Regions from separate parts of the Delphinus delphis genome. Here region 1 is linked to region 2. The links are chromatin contacts, called in public Hi-C maps. All regions are on one chromosome and are shown on one strand. The core of a region is the stretch at or near the end of the contact, and the rest is flanking DNA. Distances in the headings are between cores, read along the strand shown. Region 1 holds the start of TOMM6 (translocase of outer mitochondrial membrane 6). Region 2 holds the start of TAF8 (TATA-box binding protein associated factor 8).

Region 1 (3,870 bases), core at 673-3,172, 180 kb before region 2:
AAATTTTCTTGGACTGAGAGGATTTCTCCAGAGCGGGAACTCTTAGACAGACGTTCATCTCAGTACGTCGGGTGCCCAGTGCTGGGCCTGCTCCTGCGAGGAACTCCCTCAATGTCCGCACAAGAGGCTGCACGGAACCCTGGGTGGGGCGTCCAGGAGACCCAGGTCGCACTTCTTCAGGCTGTGCCACCTGCTAGCTGGGGGATCCTGGCTAAGCCAATCAGCCCTCCCCGCATCCGAGAGTGGTTGAGTAGATCAAATGGGAATGTCTGTAGACGTGCTTTAGCGTCAACTGGGTATAAGGCGTGGTTACTGGATGAATGAATGAGTGAATGAATGAATGAGCCGTTCCCCTCTCCCTCTCCCAGCTGATCTTCTCCCGCCGCTGCACCGAGGCCGAGGGACGGCGCTGGCACGAGAACCACTTCTGCTGCCAGGACTGCGCCGGGCCCTTGGGCGGGGGACGTTATGCCCTGCTGGGCGGCGGCCCCTGCTGCCCCAGCTGCTTTGAGAGACGCTATTCGGATGCCGGCTCGAGTCCGGCCCCGACAGTGGAAGGCAGGGCGTCCCCGGGTAAGGGAGGAGAAGGTGCAGATCAAAGGGGAAGGGGGCAGCGGCTTGGGCTGGGCTGAGGGGGGGTTCTCCCGGGCTGGGACCCTCGTCCCGGTCCCACGCCGTCCCGCCCCTCCAGCAGCGCCCCCGTCCCCCCCACCGCACCCCCAGACCCGAGCCTCGGGGCCCGCAGCTCTCACCGCGCGTCCCTGGCCGGAGCGCTCCGAGGGCCTCCAGAACCCACCCCGCGCCGCGGTTGAGGCTGCGGCGCGGGACTCGCTCCTGGGCTGGGGCCGCGGCCGCCCTCTGCTGGGCGGAGGCGGGGAGGGGCGAGGAGCCGGGAAAGGACTCACCGCGGCGGCGCGCAAGGCCCGGAGGCGGGGCGGGAGGCTGGGCCCCGACTGGGACTGGCTTCTGGCGGCCGCCCCGCCCGGATCTGGGAGAGGGAGAGTCGCGGCTCTGAGATGGGCGTTTCTGACCCGGCCCGGAACAGGGGAGGCGGAGATCGGCGGATTTGAAGATGGGCACCGCGCCCCGCGGAATGCCGCGATCATCTCCCGGGCAGCCCTTCTCGCTACTGCTGCCAGCTCCAGTCTGGAAACCCACAGGGGGATGCTTGGCTCCAGCCCGGAGCAGGAGTGTAGAGCTGGGGACCAGGAGGAGACACCCAAAGGGCAAGAGCAGGGATGCCCAGAGACTCCCCTTGATCCCAAGGAGGACGCTTCCTGCCCCACCTGCTCCTCTTCCTCTGAGTCGGAACCCGAAGGCTTTTTCTTAGGCCAGCGCCTTCCCCGGCCCTGGGAGACCCCCGGCAATCTCCGAGCTGGGGACAGCGACACCTCCAGGAAGCATTGCACCATTTGCTAGTGGCGCGGCCCGGAGAAAGGGTGGCTGGGGAGGTAATCTGTACGGTGAGAGAGCAAAACTCTCCTCCCCCTATAAAAATCCTAGACTGAACACCATCAGGGCCCAAGGCTGGGAGAGGCGGCGAAATGACAAATTTGGAGTGCTTCCTTTTAGCCCGCGCATTCTATGACTTTTCATGGAGACTCTTGGGGAGCCCCATTCCTTAAAACTACGCATCCCCTGCTGAGTGAGACCCTACCCCACCCCCACAGGCTAGGCAGCCCCATCCTCAGCATCCTCCTCCTGAGCCAACGAAGTGATCACTCAGAGACCACCTGTGACTGGCGGTGGGCCAGCCGAAGGCCAGGAGGGAGCCGGAGGTGGAACCCGACCAGGCGAGGTTGGAGCTGGACGGCGCTCCTTGCCCGGCAGATGACGCGGACTCGCAGCCCGGGAGTTCTCGCTCCCGGCGTCTTACCAAGCTTAAGCCACTGCGCCCTCTGTCGGCGAGTAGCCAGCGGAAATGCGAGGCCGGAAGTTGCGTGATCTGCTGGCGCCGACAAGCGGCGTGGTGAGAGACCTTGCGGAGTGTTGGGGTGCTGCTATGGCTTCCAGTGGGGCTGGCGTGATCGCTGCGGGCTCGGCAAATGAAGCTCCCGAAATCCCAGACAACGTGGGAGACTGGCTTCGGGGCGTCTACCGCTTCGCCACCGATAGGAATGACTTCCGCAGGTAACCGAGGCACGGGACCTTGGTCGCTCTCCTGCCCTTCGCGCACGTATACATACCTGCCAGGTTTCCTTCTTCGCCGAGGCTGGGCCCTCCGGATTATTTACACCGCCAATATCTCGGCCTTTTCGTGGCTCTGGCTGTGCTTTGCTGAGGTCCTTGACCGGGAGAGTTCCCGTGCGGCCAGAGCGCTCCTTTCAGTCACCGGGCTCTGTCTAGAGAATCTCACCCTGCCCCCGGAGACCCGGGGAGAGGAGGCGCCAACACGTAAACAGGCTTTTCGGCCCTGGACGAGTACTTAATTGGGTTTTGCATTTGACCCTACTCTTACTAGACGTAGAAACGAACCTTAAATAACCATGTGGGTCTTGGGCAACCTATTATGTAACGATCGATGCTCTTGCGATTCTAAAGTGTTTTTGCCTTGGGAGGGGGCGGTTTCCAGGGTGGTGATGGGAAGCTTCCCCCCACCCCCCAGCCCATCTTTTACTGACCAAAGACACGTGACTCAGTGACCACAGGGTTAAAGGGATGCATTTTTTCCAGGAACTTGATCCTCAATTTGGGACTCTTTGCTGCCGGAGTTTGGCTGGCCAGGAATTTGAGTGACATTGACCTAATGGCACCTCAGCCTGGGGTGTAGGCGTAAAGGTAAGCATTAACCAATGTTCTGCCTGTTTTAGGAGTCCTAGAGACTGGGATAAGAAATAATTTATATCAGCTATTCACAAAATAATAGATAAGAGACTTGATGTAAAACCCTTGGCTATTCCTAGTTAGATGTGTCTCCAGATGTTCCAAGGGATGAGTCTCTTACCAATTTCCCTCTAGTGATTTTACATTTCTAATGCCACGTGTTGTCTGACTGCAGACACATGGAACCCGTGCTGTACTCGAACCTTCCAAAAACAGAGCCTCCGATCTGTGACCGTCACAAGACTTGCCCTGATGGTGGCTGAAGTTTGATTCAGATGGGCACCTTTCCTTCCCTGCTTGATTTCCTTTTCTTTGCTGAGTCCACTCAGAACACCCTTCTCTGGTCAGCAGGTAGGGTTCAGCTAAAGTGTTGTCCTGTGTTCTGTAAAGTTCTGTACATAGTTCCAAAGTTTCTGCAGGGGATGATCTTTGCTCTTGTCCTGAGGAATATTCTAATGGTATTTTAACAAATAAAGACTGTACACAAAGACAGCCATTTTATTCTTTTAATAAGAAACTTCGGCTTACAAAAACAAGGTGTAAAAAGTCAAGATTTACAAAAATCATAAAAACATGATTTATATTTCACACTCGAGAGAGACAGGAACAAGCCCCAAACATGGATTGTAACAGAGATGGTTTGCTTCATATTAAAAAAGAAAAGGAAACTGTAGCCACCGTTCATTGATGTTAGCATAGGATGAAGCATATTGTTGAGGAATTTCCATTTTTGAGCAGTACTAAGGGAAGAAGTCATTTGGTGTTGCATAGCATTTTAGTGCACTGGGTGGGTTTTCCAGGCACCAGGGAGGCATTGTTGCTGTAGTACAGTGGGATTTGAGGGCAGTGAGGTGCAGGTAGAGGCAAGGGGTAAGTAAGCCTGGGCAGTGGGCACTGAAGTGACACTGCTTGAGGAAGCTGCTTCCTTCACAAGGAAATAGATTATTTTCTGACCCTAAAATTCATGGTAGTGCCACTGTCCAGGAGTGTGGGGTTCTTTGGAAATGGAATATGTAAGGAACTGGCATGGAAAGAATCACATAGGCT
Region 2 (3,923 bases), core at 279-2,778:
CGGGAGGTGACGAGGACACCATGACCTCCTTAACCCCTCCACCTCAGACCCCCCGCCCAGGTGTCCAGCCTCAGCTTGGAGGCCCCAGCGAAGAGGGCAGACGCTGACACCCATCTGTCTTGGCTTCTCCCGCACTCGAGCCTACCTCCTCGGCAGGTGAGCCCCCCGGAGCACCGACTGTGGCTGCACACACTCTCTCCCGCCGCCTCTCGCTTCTGTCTTTGGGGACATGGGGAGGGGGTCGCCACCTCCAGCCACGGCGAGGGGCGTGCACCCCTCCCCCAGGCGCCCAAACAGAACCAGTTTCCACCGCCGCAGGCGCGGCGTGTTTACAAAGTCGCCGCCGCGCCGCCAATCCCGAGTTTAAAGCTGGGCAGGAAGTGGGGAAGAGGGGGCGGGGGAGACAAAGGGGCTGGGTGCTCCGCTCAGCTAAGGTTTGGGCCCCGACTCCTCCCGGCGGCTCAGCCTGCGCAGCGACCCCAGCCCGCACATCCCGCTGCACGTTCCCCCGGTGAGGGGCGGGGGTGCCCCCCAGCCGCAGGTGCGCCCCGCGGATAGGCGCGGCGCAGTTTTCCAGACATCTGCCTGTGAGCGTTTTCCACTCATCCACTCGCCTCTCAGGAAATAAATAACATTAGGCGCTGCTTCTTGACCTCTTACTCTCCGTCTGCACAGTGATAGACCCTTTGAGTGTATTAGCTCATTTTACCCCCTGCTATCCATCCCATCCCAGTTTCGCAAAAGACGAAACCGAGGCACAGTGAGATTAGGTAATGTGCCCGAAATCCCACAGCTGCCGAGTGCTGGGATTCAAACCCAGCTTCTGAGTCCTGCCAGACACCCGCAAACGGAGACGAATGAGGCGTGGTGCACGATGGACTCCCATCCGGAGATGCTGACCCGCGAGTGAACCGCAGAAAACCACATGCACCACGTTGACGCAACGGCCTGGGAGTAAGGCGGGCAAGGGACAGCCTCTTGCCGCCGGCGCTTCCCGGCTCGCCCGGCAAATACCTACGGATTAATACACGGCGAGAAGGCAGCGGGATGCATTGGAACACCTGGATTGGGTGGCTGTTGCGATCTAGTTACAAGTGGGCTGAGGGGCCGCCAGCACAAAACAAGGTTTCCCCAAATTTCCCGCTCAGAAGAATCACCTGGAGGTTTTAAGAATACAGAATCCCAGACCCCTCCCCTAGAGAGTAAATGATGGGGACCCAGCGGGACCCAGGCAGAGGCTGCTATCAGGCACCTTTGGAGTGTTCCAGGGATGTGCTTTTTACGAAAAGCGACTTCATTTCAAAATAGGTGTAAAACCGAGACCTCATTTTCCTGGCCACTTCCGGGCACTGAACGCACCGCTCACAGAAGGCCAAGTGAGCGAGGTCACCCAACACACCCTCCCGACCCCGCTGGGCCTAGGAAAGCCCAGAGGGGCGCGTGTCGCCCCGCCCCCTTGCCGCTCCTCCCCGCCCGGTGACTACAAGCCCCATCCTGCCCTGCGCTCATGCACATTACGCCAGAGCAAGATGGCCGACGCGGCGGCCACTGCCGGGGCTGGCAGCTCCGGAACGGTAAGGGCGGGAGGCGCGAGGCCGAAGCCGAGAGAGTCGGGGCATTCTGTAACTTTCCCCTAGCTTGGGCTACAATCTTATACCCAGAAATCCAGCCCCACCATGAGCTCTGAGTGGAGGAGGGTCTTTCAGGTCGTACGTGACCCCCTTCTCGAGACTCGGCGGTTGCCTCCTGAGTTGGTGGACTTGTATACTGATTGGCCCGTTCTCTGTTGGGGGTTGGGAGCCCGGAACACCTCCTGATTGGTGCAACGAGGCCGCTTTCGCCTTCTTATTGGCTCGCCAAAGTTGGGAGGGATTCCCGTTTCAAAATACTTCCTACTTGTAGGTCCTCTACTTAGTATCATGTGTTTGTTGTTTTAATTTTCCTCGTTAGCAAAGTGGTGTGGAGGTGGAAGGAACAAGAGAGAGGTCACTTTTTTTCTGGGAGATGGATATGAGTTCAATCCCATCGTGCGTGTTTCTTCAGCTATATATTCTGATAATCTGCTAAAATAGAAAGTAGAAAACAGCCGTTTTGTTATTGGAATTGTAAGTATTAGGTAGGCAGAAAGGCTGTCTCCGAATTTAGAGCCCCCGGGGTGCTCAGTTATTACTCATTTGGCCAAGAGCTGTAAGTCTAAACATCAGGGACTACTACATCTTATTAAGCACTAATAAATAAGTATTTAGCAAAAGAACCTTTGCTTGCCGTTGGCAGTATGTGAACTCTGTGATTGCATCCTTGTCCTCTGGATGAAAACGTTTTCTCTTTCTGGGCTGCTGATTCACAGAGATCAGGAAGTAAACAGTCCACTAACCCTGCTGATAACTACCATCTGGCCCGAAGGCGAACCCTGCAAGTGGTTGTGAGCTCCCTGCTGACAGAGGCAGGGTTTGAGAGTGCTGAGAAAGCATCTGTGGAAACATTGACAGAGATGCTGCAGAGCTGTAAGTACCAGGAAACAATAGGCCTTCCTCAAGTCAACCAAACATCTGTTCTGTGTCCTGCATTGTGATAGTGTTAGAATTTAAGAAAAAGAAGAACATTGTTACGTGACTTACAGGCTTTAGAATCAGATAGACCTGGGTGTAGGTCATCACTCTGCCACCTAATAGCTTGGGTTAACCACTCAACCTCCTGAACCTCAATTGCCTCCTTTGTGAAAAGGAATAATAATTTGTACCTCCTGGAGTTTTGAGTATAAGTGAGATGTATATGTAAAACAGTCAAAGCTGGGAACGTTGTATGCTCTCGATGACTTGTAGGTGCTGTTATTATTGCTGTTTGTTCTCTATGCTCAAAGAACTTACAGTTTCATTGGAGAGTCAGGATTAATTCCCGTGAAATAGATGCTGCACATTATATAATCAAATGCTATATTATGTGATACAAAGAGTGAGGGTGAATAAGTTTTAGAAAACGGAAAAAAGAAAAAAACACCCTTTTAAAAGGAAGTATCTTGAGGTTTAGGAGCCTGGAACCGTCTCACATAGGCTTGTGCATGTACACTGTATTTCCCTCTTTGGGCCTTTGGAGGGGAGGGGAGGATGGAATGAGGGTTGTGGGTGTTTAAGGTGTTTGAGGGCGGAATCAACCCTATGAATGGAAGTGAGAGAAAGGTTTAGGCAGAGAGAGAAGTTGAGCTGCAGTACAGGCCAAACAAAGAATTGGCCAACTCAGTGGGGTGCTCTGGAGCAACTATTGCCCATCAGAGTATCTGACATCAGTCCCCCAAAGCCCTGCCTTTGTAGTTTGGTCTTGATCAGTCACTAGATGTGGGCTGCCCCAGGAAGGCTGTGATCTGGGTTGAGGTGACGCTCTGCAGCTGTTGTTTGGAACTTCAAGATACCAACTGTTTTCCTAAAGCAGCCATCTCAAACCCCATTAGACTCTTAAATATTGAGGACCCCAAGGAATTTTGTATACATGGGCTCTATATAGAGAAATTTTTGTCACATTAGAAAATAAAACTGAGAACATTTTAAAACATAAGAATGCACAAGCACACATTCCATTATCCAGCAGAGCCACGATGTCATCATAGGTGACATAGCCTCCGGAAAACTGCATGAGAGAACGAGACTAAAAAAGTCAAAGGATGTCTCATTTTATTATGAAAATGGTTTTGACCTGTGGACCCATCCCAGAAAAAGTCTCTTTTGTATGTAAAATTCACAATTTCAGAATTTTCCTGGAGCTGCCCATCCACCTCTGAAACCCACTCATGGAGCCCAGCTTCATGCTTCCCCTTTCCCCTGAAGGAGTTTAGCATGGCTGAAAAGAGGTTCAGCTTCAGGTAGAAGAAATAAAAACTTGACAACCAGATAATAAGACCTTTTTTTGTGTGTGGTGGCACAATGTACATA

The links. A called contact is a pair of places that touch in the nucleus more often than the background predicts.
Region 1: a contact with region 2 is called in a Hi-C map of lung, with 3 times the contacts expected there. The contact joins the promoter of TOMM6 here to the promoter of TAF8 in region 2. A contact is called at or near these places in 2 of 3 Hi-C or Micro-C datasets (lung and muscle).

What each region holds. Positions count from the first base shown.
Region 1 is chr10:33,552,663-33,556,532 of mDelDel1.2, reverse strand. It overlaps TOMM6 (translocase of outer mitochondrial membrane 6), which reads left to right and starts at 1,922. Exons shown (of 3, transcript XM_060021839.2): 1 at 1,922-2,130; 2 at 2,674-2,778; 3 at 2,999-3,311. The coding sequence starts at 1,922. The coding sequence ends at 2,770. It overlaps PRICKLE4 (prickle planar cell polarity protein 4), which reads left to right. Exons shown (of 7, transcript XM_060021837.2): 6 at 369-573; 7 at 1,046-1,433. The coding sequence ends at 1,419.
Region 2 is chr10:33,372,977-33,376,899 of mDelDel1.2, reverse strand. It overlaps TAF8 (TATA-box binding protein associated factor 8), which reads left to right and starts at 1,528. Exons shown (of 9, transcript XM_060021823.1): 1 at 1,528-1,574; 2 at 2,348-2,504. The coding sequence starts at 1,530. It overlaps CCND3 (cyclin D3), which reads right to left and starts at 276. Exons shown (of 5, transcript XM_060021830.2): 1 at 146-276.